2 separate regions of the Anas platyrhynchos genome follow, and region 1 is linked to region 2. A link is a contact called in public Hi-C data. All regions are on one chromosome and are shown on one strand. The core of a region is the stretch at or near the end of the contact, and the rest is flanking DNA. Distances in the headings are between cores, read along the strand shown.

Region 1 (5,910 bases), core at 3,167-5,666, 310 kb before region 2:
TAGCCATGACTTCTGTTCCCATGGTTTTTCTCACTGTTTATGTGCAAACAATAGAGCAGGAATAATCAGCAATTTTAGCATGTGGAGTAGAACCAGCGAAACATGTAATCTAGAATGTAAAATGATCTGTCAGAAAATGCCGTCTGCTACAAGTAATCATAACACACAGAAAATAGTTGGTGTTTACAGTTTATCAGTTAGAACAAACTTCTCAGCTTTGTCAAGGGAGCTGAATATGCTGCTCATATGAAACTGCATCAGAGCAGAAAACAAAAGTAACTTATGTTGTGAGGAAAAGGAGAAGTGGGTATTCTCTGTCTGCTGAGTATATACCCAGCAGCGCTCAGAGCTTAATGCAGAGAGGTAGGTCAGTTCACAGTTATTAAGAGGAGCTGGTCCGTTCATCTAGGCTCTTTGGCAACCAAAGCAGTTGTTCCTGTGTAAAGTAATTTTGCCCAAACTTGCCCTGAATACTTGAAATACGTGAAGTGATGGAACCTGAGAAGAGCAGGGATGAGGGGACACAGGCTGCCCCTGGGCTAACTAAGAAACAGCAAGCGTTCTTTCCCTGAACCAAGTTTTAATAATTCAATTCAAAGGCAATTACTGAGCTTGAGCAGTATGCCAGTGGCTTAAAAAAATAATTCTTACTTTTTTTGTAGCTGCCTCCAGGTGCTTGATGCTATGCAGTCAAATAAAGACAGCCTACAGAGGGAGCTCCCTGTTGTAATTGTGTGCATTGGAGAAAGGGGTGACCATAATTAACTGAAAAGCATATCAGAGGAATAGAATTGCATTAACAGAAATGAGATATGCTAACTGCTGAGCATCTTTCTGCTTCCCATTTTCAACTTTTAATTGAATTAATTTTTAGTAAATTAATACAGTGTGGGAAGAACTGTGGTAGACATCAGTGATTTAAAAAGCCTGAAAAATTCGTCCAAGAGGTAATGAAAGAGGGGAGCATGTATGCATGGGATAAGGGAAGGTTGAAGAGAAACTCCAGTTATACATATATCAGAAGAGAAGTCTGGAAAGCTCTTTTCCAAGAGGATGAAAGTCTTGTTTCTTTTCATAGAGTCATAAAATATCCCGAGTTGGAAGGGACCCATAAGGATCATCAAGTCCAGCTCCTGGCACCACACAGGTCTACCCAAAAGTTTAGACCATGTGACTAAGTGCACAGTCCAAATGCTTCTTAAATTCCAACAGGCTTGGTGCAGGGACTACCTCCCTGGGGAGCCCGTTCCAGTGTGCGACCACCCTGTCTGTGAAGAACCTCTTCCTGATGTCAAGCGTAGACTTCCCTGCCTCAGCTTGACACCATTGCTGTGGGTCCTGTCACTGGTGATTAAGGAGAGCAGGTCGGCACCTGCCCCTCCACTCCCCCTCACGAGGAAGTTGTAGACCTCGATGAGGTCCCCCCTCAGCCTCCTCTTCTCCAGGCTGAACAGGCCCAGTGACCTCAGCCGCTCCTCATACGTCTTCCCCTCTAGTCCGTTCACATCTTCGTCACCCTCCTCTGGACACTCTCCAAAAGTTTTACATCCTTTTTTTGCTGTGGTGCCCAGAACTGCATGCAGTACTTGAGGGACCCCACTAGTGACCATCCACCAGCCTGATGTGGCTCCATTTACCACAACCCTTTGAGCCCTACCTGTCAGCCAATTGCTCACCCATTGTATGATGTTTTTGTTAAGTTGTATGCTGGGTCCCAAAGCCCATCATCAGTGTTGAAGATGGAGGCAAAGAAGGCTCTTAAAAAGAGCCTTCTCTTAAGAAGAGATTTCTCTTAAGAAGAGAAGAGAAGCTCTTCTCTTAAGAAGAGATTGGACTGTGCACTTAGTCACATGGTCTGAACTTTTGGGTAGACCTGTGCGGTGTCAAGAGTTGGACTTGATGATCCTTAAGGGTCCCTTCCAACTCAGGATATTCTATGATTCTATGATTCTTTGAAGGCATTAAATGTCTCTGCTTTCCTATCCTTGTCTGTGAGGTGACCTTCCCCATCAAGTAGTGGACCTATGTTTTCTTTGGTCCTCCTTTTTCTATTTACATATTTAAAAAAAAACTTTTTATTGTCTCCCACAGACTTGGCCAGCTTCAATTGTAGTTGGGCTTTGGCCACACAAATTTTCTTTCTACAAACGCGAACAGTATCCCTGTTTTCCTTCTACATTGCCTGACCCTCCTTCCAGCAGCCGTACACTTTTCTTTTTTCACCTAAGCTCCAGTAGAAGATCCCTGGTCAGCCAGGCTGGCCTTCTGCCCTGCCTGTCTGACCTCTGATATTTTGGAATTGCCTGATCTTGTGCTTTTAGGAGGCAGTGCTTAAAGATTGACCAGCACTGATGGACGCCAACACCTCGTCAGCCTCCCTCGTGAGGGCTGCTGGGTCCTGGTGGCTCCCTTGGCTGCTTCGAGTGGTCTCGATGCCAAAAAAAAGCCCTACTCACCTCGATCCCCTGCTCCGCTGCAGAATGCATCTGCCCTGGAGCCGATCGCCTCGGCGATACATTAAATCACAGTGGTTTTTTCCTTATATAGAAATTTGTTTGAGAATAGCAACTGCCTCAACCCTCAAACAGGTCGATGGTGATTCCACATGCAGGTTTAGTGATGCAACACCACTAAATGGCATTAACTTGGGCCTGAAAGGTGGGAGTGTTGTCCAAATGCTTGGGATCAGGAGTAGTGTGCTCTTTCCGAGCTGTGTGAATTCCCTGCTAGATGAATTAAGGCAAAGAATGCCTTACAGTCTGCAGATAATAAACAAAAATAACCCCTACTCATGTAACTAATAGCTTATTTTGTCTCAACTTTGCCACTCACTTGGGATGACACTTTGGACATAGTCCTTGGTTTTTGCTCAAAGTAGCATTAGACCTGTTTGAGGGTTGAGGCTGTTGCTATTCTCAAACAAATTTCTATATAAGAAAAAAAAAACACAACACCGTGATTTTATGTATTTATTTATTACAATAATAAATTACGCCTTTTTGCATTGTGTTCTGCAATAAAAATGTGTAGAGCAATTTGTTTTGGAATCTGATCATACCAGAAGCAACTAAAAATCCTTCAACTTCTGCCCTTTTACTACCTGTAAAACATGAGAATCCTGTTCCTTGTCTGTCTGGCACTAAACTTGCGTGTTACCTATACTTCAAGTTGCAACACTGGATCTGGAAGAAGAAAGTTGCTAATGAAGAAAATATAAATAATGAAAGAAACAAGCAAAAGAAAGTTCTAATTTACAATTGTATAAACATTTAGACAGCAACAGCACTAGAAACTGTTTCGAAACTAAGGTATAAGGCATGGTTAAAGTTGGTGTCTCGAGACAGTTGCTAGTGTTGATAACTACCAAAAAAAAAATAGTGTCAGTGTCTCATTTTTATGTGGTAGTATAGAAACCAGGTTCCCTATTCAGTGCTCCAGTCCTAACCCATTACTGAGTGTGTTCATGACAGCAGCTTATTTCAGCTCATGGAAGCAGATTTATACCAGTGTAGGTGAGATCTGGCTGTTGTGCATTTAGCAAGGGCCTGCTGCTAAGCTGAGCAAGGTGGTTCTTGTTACCTTAACAAGCTAGAGCAGCAGAGGCTATGTGCAGCTCTCCAGGTATTGCATGCATTGTAACGTGTTCATTCTCTCTTAGCTACCTCTCCAACTGTGCCAAAGATATGGTCAGACTTTGTGTTAAGTGTAAATGTGTGGCTGCTGTCATTTTAGACTTCTTCCCTAATTAAAATAATGTTCCTGTTTTATGTTTAGCTGCATCCATACAATCCATGGATTTACTCTTGGCTGTTGTTGCTCTTACCTCCAGAAGGCAAAAGGCTTTACAAGAAGTTGCCCCTGTAGCTCTGCACGCAGCTGTGCAGCTTGGGTACTCATTATGTCTTTCAATAACCTTTACTATTTTAAACTTTTGCTGGGTGTGAATTGCCTAGTCTCAGTTTTAGCTAATAATTGTATTCATTATCATACTTTCAAAAACAAAAACACACACACACACACAAAAGCACGATGTGATATCTCTCTTAGCAGTAATTATAGCTCAGATTGCAAAATGTTTTAATTTTCAGTTTCAGTTTTTTCTTGTGCTTATCTTTTTCATTCTGCACTGAAACTTTCTGCTATGTGGTTCTAAAGGCACTCTGTGATCATGTCTGATTTTCATGGAAATTCATTGAGCCTTGTTTGGGTTACATGTTCATAAAAAAAAAAAAATCCCTTTTTCTAAACATCCAGGACACTATCCACCACTGATCTTTTTAATGTCAAACTCTGCCTGAACCTCCTCAAGGAATAAACTGTTAAGTCAGGAAAAAAGTTGGCTGGGACATAACAGTGCTGTGAGGAATGTCTGAAAATGTGGGAGAGAGCACAGGAGGAACTGTGCCCTGCTTGGGGAGTGCTTGCATATCACACTGGGCCACGTGGGCTTCTTAGGTTACACAAATCTCTGTAAATTTTGGGGAAGTATTCCCCAGGGACTGAAGTATCCCACTGTTACAAACTAAAGGGAAATCAGTTTGGCTTTTTGAGATGAGGAGTGCAGTCTTGCTTTACAGAGCAAATGGCTGCTGTTTCAGACTGTGCTAAGCTCTTTTTAGCAGCCACATTTTAAAGCTTTGTTGTGTGATTTTATTTTTTTTTTGTTGTTTTGTAAGCTATTGTTGCCAGTGGGTGATCCAGATAAATGGGAGGGGAGATCTAATTGTGTTAAAGTGGACACTGAGCCTGGATTGGGACAGTGGGTCTCAAGGTAACATTTGATAACATCTGTGTGGTCTTTCTAGTCCCTTGTGGTTCTTAGCCACATGATCTCAATGTTACAGTAAAGATGTTTAGCAAGAAGTAAAAACATTGGCAAGTATCTAAGGCCCTATTTCAAGAAAACACTTACTGTTTGCTTGAATCCCGGTCTTTGCAAGGTAACACTTAACTGGGTGTGGAAGTGCTCGCTTAGATACAATTGCTTCAGTGGAGCACAGGTGTTGTGTGTACAAAAAGCTCAGTGTGCTAACAGCAGACCTGTTTGTTTCCTTGCAGGGCTGCACAGCACTGGCATCCCAGACGTCACCCAGCAGATAGCAGGGTCAGGTCACTGGCCGTCGGGGTGAGTTTGCCAAGTCTCCAGACCTGAATCTGTTCAAAGGCTTTTGATGATACGGGGGCAAACCACATATTTGGCAATACAATGTAAGGAGCTCATACCCCTTGCTAGCCCCTGTCTTATCCAGGCTTAGAAGATGATCAGTTTTAATGTTTACTACTTTGTGCATCTCTTCCTCCTTATGCATGGGTGTTTGGGGGACGGCTGAGTGTGGTGTGCCTTGCTGTGGAATGGGCTGGGAGGGAGAGGGAGGTGATTGCTAAGGCTGCTGTGACTGCACTGCCCCCACACCTAGAAGCTGTGCCCTCTGCGGATAGTTAGGGGCAGACCTGTGAGTGGTACAGTCCCGTTCTAACAAGTTGACAGTGAGATTATTAAGGTTAATTTCTGTTCAGTGAATGGTGTCAGCTTTTCTGTGTGAAGTTTGCTTCTGCAAGTATTACAAGCAGCTTTTGTTCACAGGATGTTTTGCTAATGCATGTGTTCGTGTAGGTAGGTGACAGTGAACTTGACAGTAAACAAAACAACAGTTGTACAAACTTGTAGCAGGTTTTGTTTCATCATTGTAGTTTGTTCAACCACCATTAAATGAAGACCTCCTTTCAAATAAGCAATATTTTTATAGTACTGCAATGTAATAGGGAATAGTTTTATGAGGATTCAATTTTGATTTGTGAACTTCATTCATGATATTCAGCTATTTTTGTAAAGATTGAGCAGTTCCTTAGAGATAAAGCAGATTGTGTGGAACTCAGTTTATATTTAAATTGTAGTCTTACAACTGGGGT
Region 2 (5,747 bases), core at 172-2,671:
CCCTGCACTCGGCAGCATGTGGGGCTTCTCCATCCCCCTCCATTCAGTAGTCCTGGTGCAAACATGGCCACAGCCCTGGGGAAAGGGACAGGGACAGGGACAGGGACAGGGACAGGGACAGGGACAGGGACAGGGACAGGGACAGGGACAGGGAGCATATTTTTGGAGGAGAGCATGGGGCTGGCGAGCTGCACTGCATCCCCAGCCTTTCCGGGCACAGGGCTGGTGATGTGCAGGAGCTGGGTTTCGCAGCCGGTTGTGCTGCTCCCCACCTTTCGCAGCCGCGCGGTACCCGCGGGGCCTGGCCGCGCCCCGGGCCCGCAGCGTGACGGGACGCGGGCGGTGCCGGCCGTGCCCGCGGCGGGGCAGAGCGGCGAGCACGGAGCCTGCCCGCGGCCACGCGCTGCGGCCCTGCCTCGCCCGCGCCTCCCGGCCCCGCTCCTGGCTTCGCGAGGCCGCCCCGGGGCCCGGCGGCGCCGCGGCTTTTCCTGGCCGCCGGCTGCCACCTAGCGGCGGCAGTGCCGGGGGCAGCGGGGCACGGACGGGCTCCCCTAGAGGGACGCGCGACGAGGCGGGCTCGGTCCGGCCACCGCACGGCCAGGGCTCGGCCTGCTCCCGAGGGCGGCCCGGAGGGGGCCGGGGGGTTCGGCCGGGCGGAGCTGCCCGCCCGGTGCTGCCACCTTCTGGGCCCGACGAGCGCTGCCCTGGGGACGGCAGGAGGAGGGGGTGAAAGTCTGGCCGGCTGCTGCAAGCGTGCCTGCAGCTCTCGGCCTTCTCTGCAAATATTGAGATACCGGCCGGCTGCAAGAGGGGCTCCTGCCCTTTGCTCTGTTTGCCATTTCCTCCGGCTGTTTGGTTTCAGTTAATCATCCTGAGAAGGCAAACAGTCGTGGGGACAGACGCTGGGCCCGTGCCACCCATGCGTGCCGGGCCCCAGGCCCCTCAGCGCAGGGTGGGTGCCACCCCGCCCGCCCCAGGCCTTGGCCACCCGCTTGGGACCCCCAGGGAGAGTCTCAGCCCTGCTGCCAGGAGGGGATCTGGCTGCTGGGCTCCGCTCCCTGTGGGCACTGCTGAGGAGCGAGGAGCTCGTGATGCGTGCTGGGGACCTCTTGGTCCTCTCTCTGCAGGGTCAGGTTAGTCCAGCACTGCGGGCACCATCCGGGCTCCTTATAGGATCCCAGGGCAGGAATACAAATCATAACATAGAATAAGACAGGTCCTGGTCTGTGCGTGGGCCAAGAGGTGGTGTAGGAACAGGTGAGGTGAGGAGCTCTCATGGATGTTTGGCTCTGTGCTGCTTGGGCCATGGTGAGCTCAGGCCACATGGCCAGGTCTGCAGGGCCAGGAGCTGCCCCCACGTCTACCTGCCCGGCCCCCGCCAGGCTGGCTGCCCCGCTGGCCCTGTTCTCTGAGGTCTGAAGGTCACGCGGCTGCGCAGTGAGGACAGTGCAGAAACACGGATCCCTCCAGCGCGGTGGCACTTAGCGGCACTCTGAAGCCACCAGACACAATGTTTTGGGGTCTCCTTTCTCTCCTCCTCTTCGCCATGGCCAGCGGAACCCCCATTGGGGACCAGGATGAAGACATCCAAGTGCAGGAGAATTTTGAAGCTGAGCGGGTAACAGCGGCTTGCGGTCCCTGGATATTGGGGGTAGTAGGGATGGGAGAAAGCTATTTCATTTTTCTCTAGCAAGAAGGGTGACATTTCCCATAATGGGTTGTGCAGGGCTGGTGCTGGCAGCGCAGATCTCCCTGGGTGCTGGTCTGGGGGGGATTCAGCCCTTGGGATGGCCTCACCCCAGCAAACACACAGGCAGGGCAGATGAATCCCAGTCTGTTCATCTGTCCAGACTAAGGTGCCTTGCTGTGGCAGGGCACACCAGAAGCCCCAGAATGTGTGTGGGATGCAGCCTGCCCCCTCCAGCCCCCCCCCCCCCCCAGGTCTCCTGCAGGCACCTCTGTCCCCTGCCCAGCTCTGCATACCCAACATGCACATGGGTCTAGGCTCCGCTGGGTACCAGCCGCCCTTCCTGGTGAACAGGAGACACACAGACACTGCCCGGGGCACGGGGACCCCACTCTGTTCCCAGGGACTGCCTGTCCCCCATGTAAAAGTGACAGAAATGGAGGGAAGAAGGGGCCAGTATCCTGCCCAGTGGTAAGCACACATGGGCAACAGGAGTCCAGCTCTGACCCTCACTTCCCCAGCAGTTCAGCATGAAACTGCTGTAAAGCTGGGACATCTGGGCTGCCACCTCTTCTGACAGACAGCCCTCGAATGCTGTCAGAGATCCAAGCATAGAAGCCTGGGAAGCTGTGGAAGATGGGTGACCACTGAGTTGGAAATCCTGCTGAGTGCTGGTCACTTTCCTATGGCAGCTCTGGCCCCAGCACCTTTCACCATAGCTCACCAGTTGGCTTCTTGGTTGTGAATATTTCAGCTTTGCAGAAAGCCATGGGATATCCTACCTTGGTGGAGGAGGTGTGTGGCAGATATGTCCTTTTCTTTTCCCCACAGATGTATGGGAAATGGTACGATGTAGCCATTGGCACCACCTGCAAGTGGATGAAGAACTACAAGGAGAAGTTCAACATGGGCACGCTGGTGCTGGGCCCTGGCCCCAGTGCCGACCAGATCAGCACAATCAGCACCAGGTTGCGGTACGAGCAGTGCTGTGGGTGCTCAGGGATTTCAGGGATCCTGTGCCATGGGCAATCTGGTTGCTCCAGGCACAGTTTTCACAAGATAAATAGGAAAAGAGATGACCTGAAGCTGTTTATTCTTTTACTCCTTCATCCAGGCAAGGTGACTGCACTCACATCTCAGGAGAGTACCAGAAGACCAGCACCCCTGGCAAATACACCTACTATAATCCTAGTAAGTTGGGCTCACTGCTGGCCTGCTGAGCCCTAAGAGCTGCTGTGTGCTCACAGGATGTGAATCAGTGCCAGGCCTCAAAGGATACAGCTGGTGGCTGGGGAAGTGGTTCAAGGGAGCAGGGCTCAGGGAGAGGAGGTTGCTCTGTAGCGTGGGTTGTTTCCAGACAAGGAAACAGGGTCTTAGGGAAACTGTTTCAGAGCTGCCTGCATAGGTACAGGACTATGAGATATTCCAGCAGATCTGTCTCATCCCCAGGGTCCCAATCTGGGACAGGCTCCCACCAGCCACATTTAAGGAGCATTGATGGTATCTCAGTTGTCTGCAAACTTTGGATTCCAGTCCCCTCAACTAATAAGAGGCTGGTGAGGTGAAAGCGTGTCAGGGTTGTGCCTGCCTCCTAATAATTTCATAATTTCCTGAATTAGCTGCTTGATTTCACCCCCCAGCTCTGTCACTGTCGTCTATACCTGTTCCTTCCTGAGGGGCAGGAATGATGCCCCCTGTATTGCTGTCTCACCTAGAATGGGATGTGTCTATCAAGTCCTATGTGCTTCGCACCAACTATGAAGAATACGCAGTCATTCTGATGAAGAAGACAAGTAGTTATGGTTCAACCACCACACTGAAGCTATATGGTATGTCTGGCTATGGCACTGTGGGCAAGTAGGCCTTTAGGTGGGCTCAGTAACACCACTCTTTGCTTGTCTTTGAGGGACTTGAGTGTGGCTTTGGAGGTGGTGCCTTGAGTCAGCTCATCTTTGACACCAAAGAGGTTGAGTTTTATGGCTCACTTTTAGAGCCACATCACACAATTCAAACCAGAGTGTTATTTGGGATGAACAAGATTTGCTTGGGAAACCCAGATCCTGAAGTTGCAGGAGATGCTGTCTTTCATGACTGGGAGACATGTAAACAATGTTAACCAAGCCCTTGACCAACTCTGGTCAAGAATAATGGAGGAGAGGTTGGTAGGACTTGTACTGGGCCTGCAGCTGCCTGGGCTCTGCAGGTGTGTGGCTGCTGGGGGCTCCACACAGACTCTTGCCACTGCTGACCCTGCTGACAGCCTGTCCCTTGCCCTTGCCAGGGAGAAGCCCAGAGCTGCGGGAGGACCTCACCGATGCCTTCCGGCAGCTGGCTCTGGAGATGGGCATCCCTGCGGACTCCATCTTCATCCTGGTCAACAAAGGTAATGCATGCAAGGCATGTGCCTCTTCTGCTGCCTGTGCCCCTGACGTGATGGTGTGCTGAGGCTGCTCCTTCTTGGTCTGCAAGGTTGGGGAGAAGAAGGGAGGGCCAGGATGGAGGGAGGAGAGATGACAGCTTTGTTGGGATGAGGTAGAAAGGGGACCACCCCTCTCAAGCTGCTGATCTTCTCTTCTGTCATCTGGGCCAGGTGAATGTGTCCCCCAGGAGACTGCCACCGCCCCCGAGGTGAGTGCTCCAGCCAGGACCTCCTGGAATGAATTAAGGATGGGAATGGGCTTTGCCTGCAAGGACAGGGCACAGGCTGCAAGGACAGGGGTCACAGGTGCATCAGGTGTTGCTAGGGCTCACTTCCAAGTAGAAAGCAATGTCCCTTTCCGACTCTGATTCTTTTGTAGGGTAGAAGTTGCAGCACATGAAGCCTGGTGTCTCTGTGCCCTTTGCCTGCTCCTGAGTGCTCCAGCTGGGCTGAAGACTCCCTTCCCCAGTGGGGGAGGCAGCTCATTGCCCTACTAATGCTCCAGCTGCTGTCATCCAGCACATCCCAGTCTTGTAGTGTTGAGTTTAAAAGTTTTTTCAAGAGGGGATGGGACTTCATAGGAGAAACAGTCCAGCTGAGGATAGATACATCTGGAGATTGCAACACCCCGTGTCAGTGGGAGCAGAGACATGTCCTCAGCCCGGCATAGGGCATGGCCAGGGCACTTTGGGTGTCTTTACCCAAAATGCATGATTCTGTCCCATGTCTGGGATGAGCACAGGGCTCAGAAGGCCACGACTGACCCCAGGCCGATGAATGATGTATGGGGGCACTAGGGGAGCTTGTCACCAGAGGCAGAAGGGCAGGCAGGGCTGACAGCAGCTTTGTGCTTCTTTATCCCGGAGCAGAGGGCGCGGAGAGCAGTGCTGCCACCTGAGGAGGGCTCAGCCGCGGGACCCTTGCCCCCATATGTTGGCAACAAGGAAGGTGGGTCCTGGCAGAGGGGCTGTGGCAGGCGTCCCTGCGCCCCCTTGTCCTGCCACAACGCGTGTTGTGCTCACCTGCAGATGCATGCCGGCTGAGCCGGGACCCTGGGCCCTGCAGCGGGATGCTCTCCCGCTTCTTCTACAATGTTTCTTCCATGGCCTGTGAGACCTTCCTCTATGGTGGCTGCCTGGGCAATGGCAACAACTTCTACTCAGAGAAGGGCTGCTTGCAGGCGTGCCGGACTGAGGGTGAGCAGGCATGGGGCTGGGCAGGGGGTGAAGGGATGTGGAGGGTGGGTGAGGTGAGGCCTTCACCCCAGCCCCAGAGGGGACTGCGTGCAACCCCGAGCCCTGTGTGTCCACGGGGGTCCTGGTCCTGCTGGCCTGCCGCAGCCCCCTCTCCCTGCAGCTGCCTGCAGGCTGCCCATCGTCCAGGGGCCCTGCCAGAAGCCAGTGCTGCGCTGGGCCTTTGATGCGGCTCAGGGCAAGTGCATCAAGTTCAGCTACGGAGGCTGCAAGGGCAATGGGAACCAGTTCTACTCGGAGAAGGAGTGCAAGGAGTACTGCGGGGCTCCTCCACTGGCAGGTACGGCACTGCAGTGTGTCAGGGGCTGGGGCAGCAAGCGGGTGGGCACTGCCTGCACATCTTGTCTGCTCCAGACTGCATCCAGGAGCACTGGGTCTGCCGGCAGCT

Evidence for each region. A called contact is a pair of places that touch in the nucleus more often than the background predicts.
Region 1: a contact with region 2 is called in a Hi-C map of subcutaneous adipose tissue, with 4 times the contacts expected there. The contact joins the enhancer-like site here to the promoter of AMBP in region 2. A contact is called at or near these places in 3 of 8 Hi-C or Micro-C datasets (F1 follicle, skeletal muscle and subcutaneous adipose tissue).

Annotation. Positions count from the first base shown.
Region 1 is chr18:3,547,012-3,552,921 of IASCAAS_PekinDuck_T2T, reverse strand. EXD3 (exonuclease 3'-5' domain containing 3) reads left to right here. Exons shown (of 23, transcript XM_072025484.1): 2 at 5,059-5,125. Among named protein-coding and RNA genes, the nearest start is that of NOXA1, 6.4 kb to the left of the region's middle. Within about 2 kb of position 4,416, at least 5 of the 8 cell types and tissues checked have an H3K27ac peak or open chromatin away from gene starts, as enhancers often do. A contact at or near this core is called in F1 follicle and subcutaneous adipose tissue, where this site is marked.
Region 2 is chr18:3,230,878-3,236,624 of IASCAAS_PekinDuck_T2T, reverse strand. AMBP (alpha-1-microglobulin/bikunin precursor) reads left to right here and starts at 1,421. Exons shown (of 10, transcript XM_005014781.6): 1 at 1,421-1,618; 2 at 2,519-2,661; 3 at 2,802-2,878; 4 at 3,403-3,516; 5 at 3,969-4,070; 6 at 4,278-4,315; 7 at 4,976-5,054; 8 at 5,135-5,302; 9 at 5,463-5,639. The coding sequence starts at 1,511.